Linked DNA regions of Mus musculus: regions 1 and 3 are each linked to region 2. The links are chromatin contacts, called in public promoter capture Hi-C maps. All regions are on one chromosome and are shown on one strand. Each heading gives the region's core, a stretch centred on a gene start, on an enhancer-like site or on the middle of the called end of the contact. The rest is flanking DNA. Distances are from core to core; before and after follow the strand shown.

Evidence for each region. Promoter capture Hi-C pulls out the DNA fragments that hold promoters and counts their contacts.
Region 1: a promoter capture Hi-C map of liver shows a contact between it and region 2, with 4 times the contacts expected there. The contact joins the promoter of Best3 here to the promoter of Tph2 in region 2. A contact is called at or near these places in 4 of 39 promoter capture datasets (hippocampal neurons, liver and pre-B cells).
Region 3: a contact with region 2 is called in a promoter capture Hi-C map of pre-B cells, with 2.2 times the contacts expected there. The contact joins the promoter of Frs2 here to the promoter of Tph2 in region 2. A contact is called at or near these places in 3 of 39 promoter capture datasets (hippocampal neurons, liver and pre-B cells).

The regions. Positions count from the first base shown.
Region 1 is chr10:116,984,988-116,987,687 of GRCm38.p6, forward strand. It overlaps Best3 (bestrophin 3), which reads left to right and starts at 1,327. Exons shown (of 10, transcript NM_001007583.1): 1 at 1,327-1,825. Gm46182 (a long non-coding RNA gene) reads right to left here and starts at 1,776. Exons shown (of 3, transcript XR_001779645.1): 1 at 1,687-1,776; 2 at 1-14.
Region 2 is chr10:115,183,577-115,186,276 of GRCm38.p6, forward strand. It overlaps Tph2 (tryptophan hydroxylase 2), which reads right to left and starts at 1,446. Exons shown (of 11, transcript NM_173391.3): 1 at 1,209-1,446. The coding sequence starts at 1,313.
Region 3 is chr10:117,147,208-117,149,907 of GRCm38.p6, forward strand. It overlaps Frs2 (fibroblast growth factor receptor substrate 2), which reads right to left and starts at 1,267. Exons shown (of 10, transcript NM_177798.3): 1 at 1,185-1,267.

The DNA.
Region 1 (2,700 bases), core at 77-2,576, 1.8 Mb after region 2:
CGTGGTACTCAAAGCTGTGGAAGTGTGATAACCAAACAGTAACAAGATCCAGTACCCGTTAATGGAGCCCCAGGGGTGCGATCAGTTAGCACACAATTACTAAATGAATATTCATTATTCACAGGACCCCCGACCTGAAGTTAGCAACAAGAGGAACAGGGACAAATAAGCCAGCAATACAAATAAGCCAGAAAAATTAATCTGTCAGGACTCTAAAGCGCTTGCGGTTTGACCAAGTCGCTCACATGCACATAAGGTTGACTAATTCTTTAGAAATTTGAATTTTATGTATTCCTTTTTAGGGCTGTGGGGGAAGCATCCATTTGCTTATTTGTTTTGAGGCTATCCTGGAACTTACTGAATTGCCCAGGCTACCCTTGAACTCAGGGTAAGTCTCCTGCTTCAACTTTCCCATCAATAGGATTACAGTCATGACCCACCAGGCATAGCCTAGTCTTGATTTTTATAATATTTTATTCTACATGTTTCTCTACAAAAACTATTTTTTGCTATTCTCTTTAAGCTTGTGGTGTAATGACAGGTGGAAAAATTACCTCAGAAAGTTAACAGGGTCTCAGGAAATGACCCTCAGATTAATTAATTAGTCTATCACCTACAGAACTCAGATGAGCAGCCTCTTTTAAGAAAGAAAATATCTATTATTATAAATCTGAAAGAAACCATCTCGAATAACAAGCTTTTCTGGTTAACCATGGGAGAAACATAATAAGACAGAGGGTTACAGTTTTCCACTGCACCAGGCCATCACATAATTCTCTGTGCACTTCTAAAACACACACCACACACACATACACCACACACACACATACCACACTCACATGTACACCACATACTTACCATACAAATATACTCACATCCTACACATACATGCATGCACATATGGATGTGCGTGCACACACATATATAAACCACACACATGTACACACACACATGTACACAATACACATGAACACATACACACCTATACACCATACACATATATACAACACACATGCACTTACATACATACACACACACACACCTATATACCACACACATCTATACACCATACATATCTATACACCATACACATGTACACATACACACCTATATACCACACATGTACATAAATGTACTCATACCCTAGACACACATGCATGCACACACACATATATACCACACATACACATACTACACATGCACATAAATATACTCACATCCTAAACACACACACACACACACACTCTTGCTGCTTTTAATGGAAGAGCATTCTCAAGATCTCTCAGAAGATCAGAATTCTTGCTTTCATTCCTGTCTGCCCCAGTGTATGGCTCCATAAGAATTTATTCTTCATTTCATGCACAAAAAGACTGTCCTAATCCCCTCTTTGGCTACTGGAGTATGTTCAGACCTTTTCAGTAGAAAAAGGCTTTTCTTCCTTGATCCCAGGCCAGAGTTGAAATGAATCTTAACTGGACTTAAATGGCCCAGCATCCTCCCGCCACCGCCGCTGACTTCTTGTTCAAAGGGGTACTTTGGGCGGCAGGTGGAGTTATAATTATAGATTAGAAAAAAGCACCATCAGCAGCTGTCACTTCTGTTTGTCCCCAGCTATAACTGTCATCAGTGGGCAAACTGGCACAGACAGGCCTCTGCAAGTGGAAAAACATTTAACCCTGGACTCACTACACGCTGGATCGCCACAGCAGCAGGAGAACTAGGAGGAAACCCAGCTGGTCACCAGTGAGGGTGGAAGCCGGCACCTCTTCAGGGACGGCAGATCGTTTGAAGATTTCTCTTCCCTTGAGAGACTCCAAAGAAATAGGTTAGTGCGCGAGCCGGCTTCTGCACTTGAACGTGACCTTATGCTTGGTGGGCGTCGGGTTTCGGACAGAGCCTGAACTGAGGGTGAAGGAGTGAATGGAAGAAAAGGGGATTGGTTAGAGGCTGTCCCTTGACGGGGCCTGCCTGGAGAAGAGCTTAGGACATTGCTGTTCTGTTCTCCCCTGTCGCTGAGTTCTCCCGAGGCAGAGAGACAAGGTGGCGATCTCAAAGCGAAGCCTGTTTTAGGGCAGGCACCCCACCCTTCTGTGGTGTCACCTACTGACTTAGGCAAAGGGCCCTGGTTTGTTTAATTAAAATCAACAACCATGGAGGACAAATCAGCACTTTGCTGTTGTTGCTGTGGATACAGCTGCCAGCTCTTACGTCCTTAGAGAAACTGGATAAATCACAGTTGGATATTTGCCTGTCTAAATGAAACATTCTCTTATTTGTGATAGAATGTGTGATATAAATCGCTCTACGGGGGGAAAAAAATATGCTCTAGGGTTTGTTTGGTTGGGTTTTTGTGTGGGTGTGTGTATTATAATTTTGACCTAAAATCTATCAGCCTGTGTTGCTCTGTGAGAAGTTCTTTGTAGTTCCTTTGGAGAAAAGTTAACATTTTAAAGAGATCTCCTTTTGTTTGCATGTGACCTATACTACCCAGTTAGCTGAGTAAGGTTTCCAAACAAAGGTCGGCTTTGAGCCATCTATTCGAAGTCCGATGGCACATCTCAGTGAGAAGCCGAGGCATGCCAGGGAGCTCAAAGAAAACTGGGATTAGGCCCCATTCTCATCCTGCCCACGTCCACGAAATGAATCCAGAACAAGGTGTTCTAAATTACAGACACACTAGGGATGTAGCACACATGAGAC
Region 2 (2,700 bases), core at 196-2,695:
TGAGTTGAGGGAGAGAAGGAGTTTATGCTGGCACTGGTACTTGACAGTATATTTAGCCATTAGAAGCTCAAATGTCTTCCTATTCCCAACATCTGCTCCCCCCTCTCCAGGTAATGCCTGTGTCTCATATGTCTAAGGTGCATTTTTATGGGAAAGTGTCATACATTAACCATAACTGAAGGGCTTCGTGGTTTTCTTCTTGCCGTTTATTACAGCTTCGGAATTCCTCAATGTAACACCTCATACAAATATTCATGATACTTGAGTATTAGAAAAGCTATTTTACATTTTGGCCTCATTTTCGCAAATCGACTTAAATAGTGCTAAGAAAGTTGCTGTGACTGTTTTTCAGCGTTTGTGGGTAATAAATAGAATGGACATACTTGGAGCTATGGCATTAACCCAATTTTTCTCTGACGAGCTGAATTTGCAATTGGTTGATAAACAGGAAGGACAACGGTGAAGCATCCCTTAAAATTTTAATGACAGAACCTTGGATGTGTATTTTATTGCATGTTAGCAAATCAAACCACTGTGTTTATTAAAGCTCATAACTGTTGGTCAAATTAAGACCTAAACCTTTGCAAGAACTGTAACTCTTCAAATACCATTCTTTAATGTTAGTATTTTAAACACACACACACACACACACACACACACACACACACATCTTGTAAATATTGAAGCAAACAGAATGCTTCCTTAACTCTTCCATCAATTAAGCTTTAAAGGGAGAGTAATGTGGCATGCAGGGAAACCTTTGAAGGGCCCTGGTTCCTCTTTTATTCCAAAACCTGCACTTAATCTCAAGAATACACATATTAGCTCTGTAGGGCATAGGAGACAATATTGCCTTGTAGAAACCAGAGAGATGTATTTAATTCTTTCTCCCAAATCTTCCTTATCAGCCTTTCAAGTTCTATACTTTGAAGGAGGAGTGAATTTAGCACATTGGTTCACATAATCTTTCATTCTTCACGATAGGGAACTTCACTTTCTATTTGAGGAGAGTTTATCTCCCAGCAACTCGCCCAGCTGCTTGTACTTTGTGGAGAGCTGAGGCAGACAGAAAGGAGGCAGTAAGACAAGACGACTGAGGAAAAGGGAGTTGAACTTCATGCTTACTCTACAGCAGGTGTCCATATGGTGAGGTTAAGACCATTGATGCCCTAGAGAACACCGGAGACTGCCAGATACTCGATACTCACTGTTAAGCTGCCAAGTAGCTGATGATCTTCTGGCACAGCAGAATCCAAGGACAACCCTCTCCTGGCCCAGTATTTACTGGAAAACATCATCATTGCGGGCTGCATGGCTCCCGATGTAATTTTCTTTCTCAGCAGCAGGGGGGACCAGAGGGGCGGCCTTGGCAGAGATGAAGGAGGAACTGCAGTGGCAGCTGCCTGCTCGGGGCGCTGTCCAGAACCCTGGTGCTGAAGAGCAGTGCGCTTCCTCCCCTCCCCGTGTTCCTTTATATGAGTGACTGAGGACTGATGGAAAGCTGATTAGAAAAAACTCATTTCTGGTTGCTGATGGCCACAGTCAGATTACACGTCTGAAGCTTGGGGTTATCTGTGCTCCTGATGAGATTTGTTTGTTTCGTAGGTCGAGTAGCTCTTTGGGAAGAGATGGAGGGGAACAATACATCAGGGTTATTATTTTTTTTTCTTGCAACAAAACAGCCGTCGTCTAATTTTGAATCTCAAGTCTGCTATTGGAAGGTTACCCTCCGTCTTTAAGTAACTATGAATTTAAGTGCTTTGTATTTTATAAAAGTAAAAAAATAACTTAAGAAAGGCTTTTCTGCTGGCATGACGTTACATTATGCAAATTTTACCTGTGTGTGTGTGTGTGTGTGTGTGTGTGTGTGTGTGTGTGTGTGTGTGACGGCTTTCATAAGAAGTCTGCTTCCAAAACCCATGGTGTTTCCATGTAGAAGGATATTCAGGCTTTTGAAATTCGAGGCTTGAACTTAGCTCAGATGCTAACCTTCTAGAATGTTCTTCATTAAGTAAGAAATATATGGAAATGAAATGCCCATAGGCCCATCATTCCTTTGATACTCTTCTGATACAATTTTATTGCTCTCCATCTATGACCTGATCAGACCCAGCAATTTGACAGGCATAGACAAGATTATATTTGTACTTTTCCAACTTTAGAAAGCCACAGGAAAGCTTGACAATCCTTTGAAGAATGGAAAATTCTTAAGCAAGAGCACATGTTTAACTGAAGAACTAACCAAAATCTGGGACCTATACAGTTTGATTATGTAGAAAGCAGAATGAAGGTTCTTCAAAGCAAGACTGTATATGTTAACATTGGTTGGATTTTAATTGTTTCTGGAGACTTGAGGGTTTAGGATTTTTGTTTGATCCAACTCTGGAAATAATCATCCAGCTTACTTGTCCTCTGAAAACCAGCACTGAGCAGCTAATAGGAAAAGCAAGTGTTAATAAATGAACCGAAGTAATTATGAAAAATGATGGTTGACAATGCTAATTCTGGACACTTTCTATGCATGTTTGTATGTCAGAACAGTCATCATAACAACACTCACAAAGAGTTACTGATTGTGTGTGTGTGTGTGTGTGTGTGTGTGTGTGTGTGTGTGTGTGTGTATGCATGTGTGTGTATATATGTGTGTATGTATACTAAGGCACAAAAGCTGTAGGTAAATTAACAAAGGTTCACGTGCTC
Region 3 (2,700 bases), core at 17-2,516, 2.0 Mb after region 2:
TACAAGATTTTCTTCTCTAGGAAAGTCTCAGTTTATTGGAGTTAAACACTTCATATGCTTAAATCAACAAACACCTCTGTCCCGCTGTGGGAACACCCCCACCCCGCGTTCCCACAACTGGACTACACGAAGAACCTCCGAGGAGAAACTGAGGGAAATTATATATATATATATATATATATATATATATATATATATACATATAATATACATACATATGTGTGTGTATATATATGTGTGTGTGTATATGTGTGTGTGTGTGTGTATATACACACATATATACACATATATATAATTAGCTCAAGAAATGACAGTTCCAAGTATGAAAGTAAACAAACTGGGGTGAAAAAAAAGGATACAATTCTCCAGCCTTTTGCAGTCAACTTGTGCAAGGTCCCGACTGAAGTCTTAACAACTGTGACTTCGGATGAGCGCAGGAATTCGGAAGGCTGATTACAGAATAGCATGGTTTTTTTTTTTTTTTTAACGTCAGCAAGAACACGGGGAAACTCCTCTGAATCTACGAATCTCCTCAAATCTTTGTTTTTAAGAAGTAACTCCCAACAGTTTCAGTTTGCAAGGGAGCAAAGACCCTTCGAGGAATGGTACTGCCTCACTGACCGACCCTACGCAGGCATCCAGACCCAGTTAAGTTTCGAGCCGAGTCCAAATCGAACCTCCGGCGACCCCGACGCAAGCCCCGCAAGAGATCGCCAGCATCCACACAGGGAGCGCCCCACCCTCGGACTGACTACACCCCTGGGACACAGGATAATTACTGAGACGGGAAGAGGGGACAGATCCAAGAGGCGACGAAAGTTGGACACTGATGTCCAGTGCAGTCTGGCTGTCCCGGTCCCCAGCGTCCGAGTGCACAGACCCCACAGCGGAGGCACCGAGCCCACTTGCCCGATGCAGAGAGGGGGTCGCAGCGCCGACGGCCGGGCCCCGCTACGGAGTCCCCCCTCTGCGGGCGGCCGCGGCTCCGGGAACCCCGCTCCGGCTGCGCCCCGCCCACTCCGCGGCCCCGCATCGCGCCCCTTCCCGGCCCGCGGGCCGCGCGCGCTCCGCGGCGGCCGACGAACCCCTTCCCCGGATCCCCGACGGCTGAACCTGCAGCGGACAGCCGGGTCCGAGGCTCGCTCGCCCAGCGCAGGCCCCGCTCGGCGTCCCCGGCTACTCACCGTCGGCGCGAAGGCGCTGCGAGGGGCGCGGGGTGGCAGCCGCGGAGCTCCTCACTCTCCCCGCGACCTGACCCCCTGCTCGGAGCCTCGGCGCCTGTGTCTACAAGGCCTCTCTCCAGCCCGAACCCTAGACAAGCACTTCCGGGGGAGCGGGGGAGGGCAGGGGTTTGGCACCGGAACTGCTCCCAGGCTGGAGCTGCCAGCCCTCCCGGGAGGGGCGTGGCCTCTGCTCCGGGCGCCAGCGGACCCGCCCCCGAGCCCCGCCCCCGGGCTCCTTGCTAACCCCTGTGGTCCCGCGGGCCCCGAGCTACCGCTGGCACCCCTTATTTTAACGCCTGTTAGGATCGCTCCCTTCTACTTAATTCTACAGGGGCCCGGAGAATCTAATTTCGCCGAGCCCGGAGCATTCACCGGCTTGCCGACCGGCCGGCGGTGTTATCCTTTCTCGCTTCTGTCCCGCGTGAAAATGCAGTTGACATTTATCGAAGGAAGGCTTACGGCGTGGTAGACAGGGCATTTATTACGCGATTCGGTGGCGTTAACTCATTTAATAACCTTCAAACTCCTGGAAATTGGTGCTTTTATTCTCTGTGTCTTACAGAGAAGGAAATCGGCCAAAGTATCGGACTTTACCACATATGCTGGCTCTTGGTTTTACTTTAATTTGTGGTATGCGTAGAACTCTCATTTGCCCCAAACAAGACTTTTCAAATTATTCAAAGACGGGAGCCAAATTATTTCCCTATATGGGTCATCCTTTGCACTTTAAACAAAGGCTGAGATGATGGGCTATGCAATCTTAGTGCCAGGATCCTGTTTCTTTACATTTCACCCTGGTGTGTGTGTGTGTCGTGTTCATCTCTGGATTGTAGACGTTAAAAATAATATAATGCATAACGCAATAGTAAGCATTTCAAAGTACCCAGGACTGAGTACGTCCGCACAATTCTTATACCTAACCAGTAACTAGCAATAGAGAAGACCTGGGCACTTTTGAAACTTACCAAAGACAGACAGTATGAGAGCCTACAGAGTCAGTGTCAGGCAAAGAAGTGAGACGATCTTAAAAGATTTGCTCTGTCACAAAATCAAGAAACATCAAATATTAAAGGCAGGTTTTCAGTATGAAGCAAAGCCCCACATGGAAGAAAAGGGCTCAAACCTGACAAGCTATTTTGTTTCCAGCAGTCTAAAAAGGCTGAGGCAGGGAGAGTCCGGAGAGTTTCTAGCCAGCCTAAGCTTTACAGTGAGTTTCCAGACAAAGGTGGCCAGGACTATGAAGCAAGACTCTTGTCCAAAAAGAAGGAGAGGAGGAGGAAAAAAGGAAGAGCAAAAAAGAAAAGAGTTTCTTAGCATGCATAGTGTCTGTTAAATACTGCAGGGACAAGTGTTAAGACAATCTGCTTTGAGAAAGGCAGAGTAAAAGAAAACCCCTTATTACAAATTTAAGATGCAAACAATGCCATCACTATTGCTGTATATAAAGTACTGCCTTGTGCTTTATGTAATTGCAGAA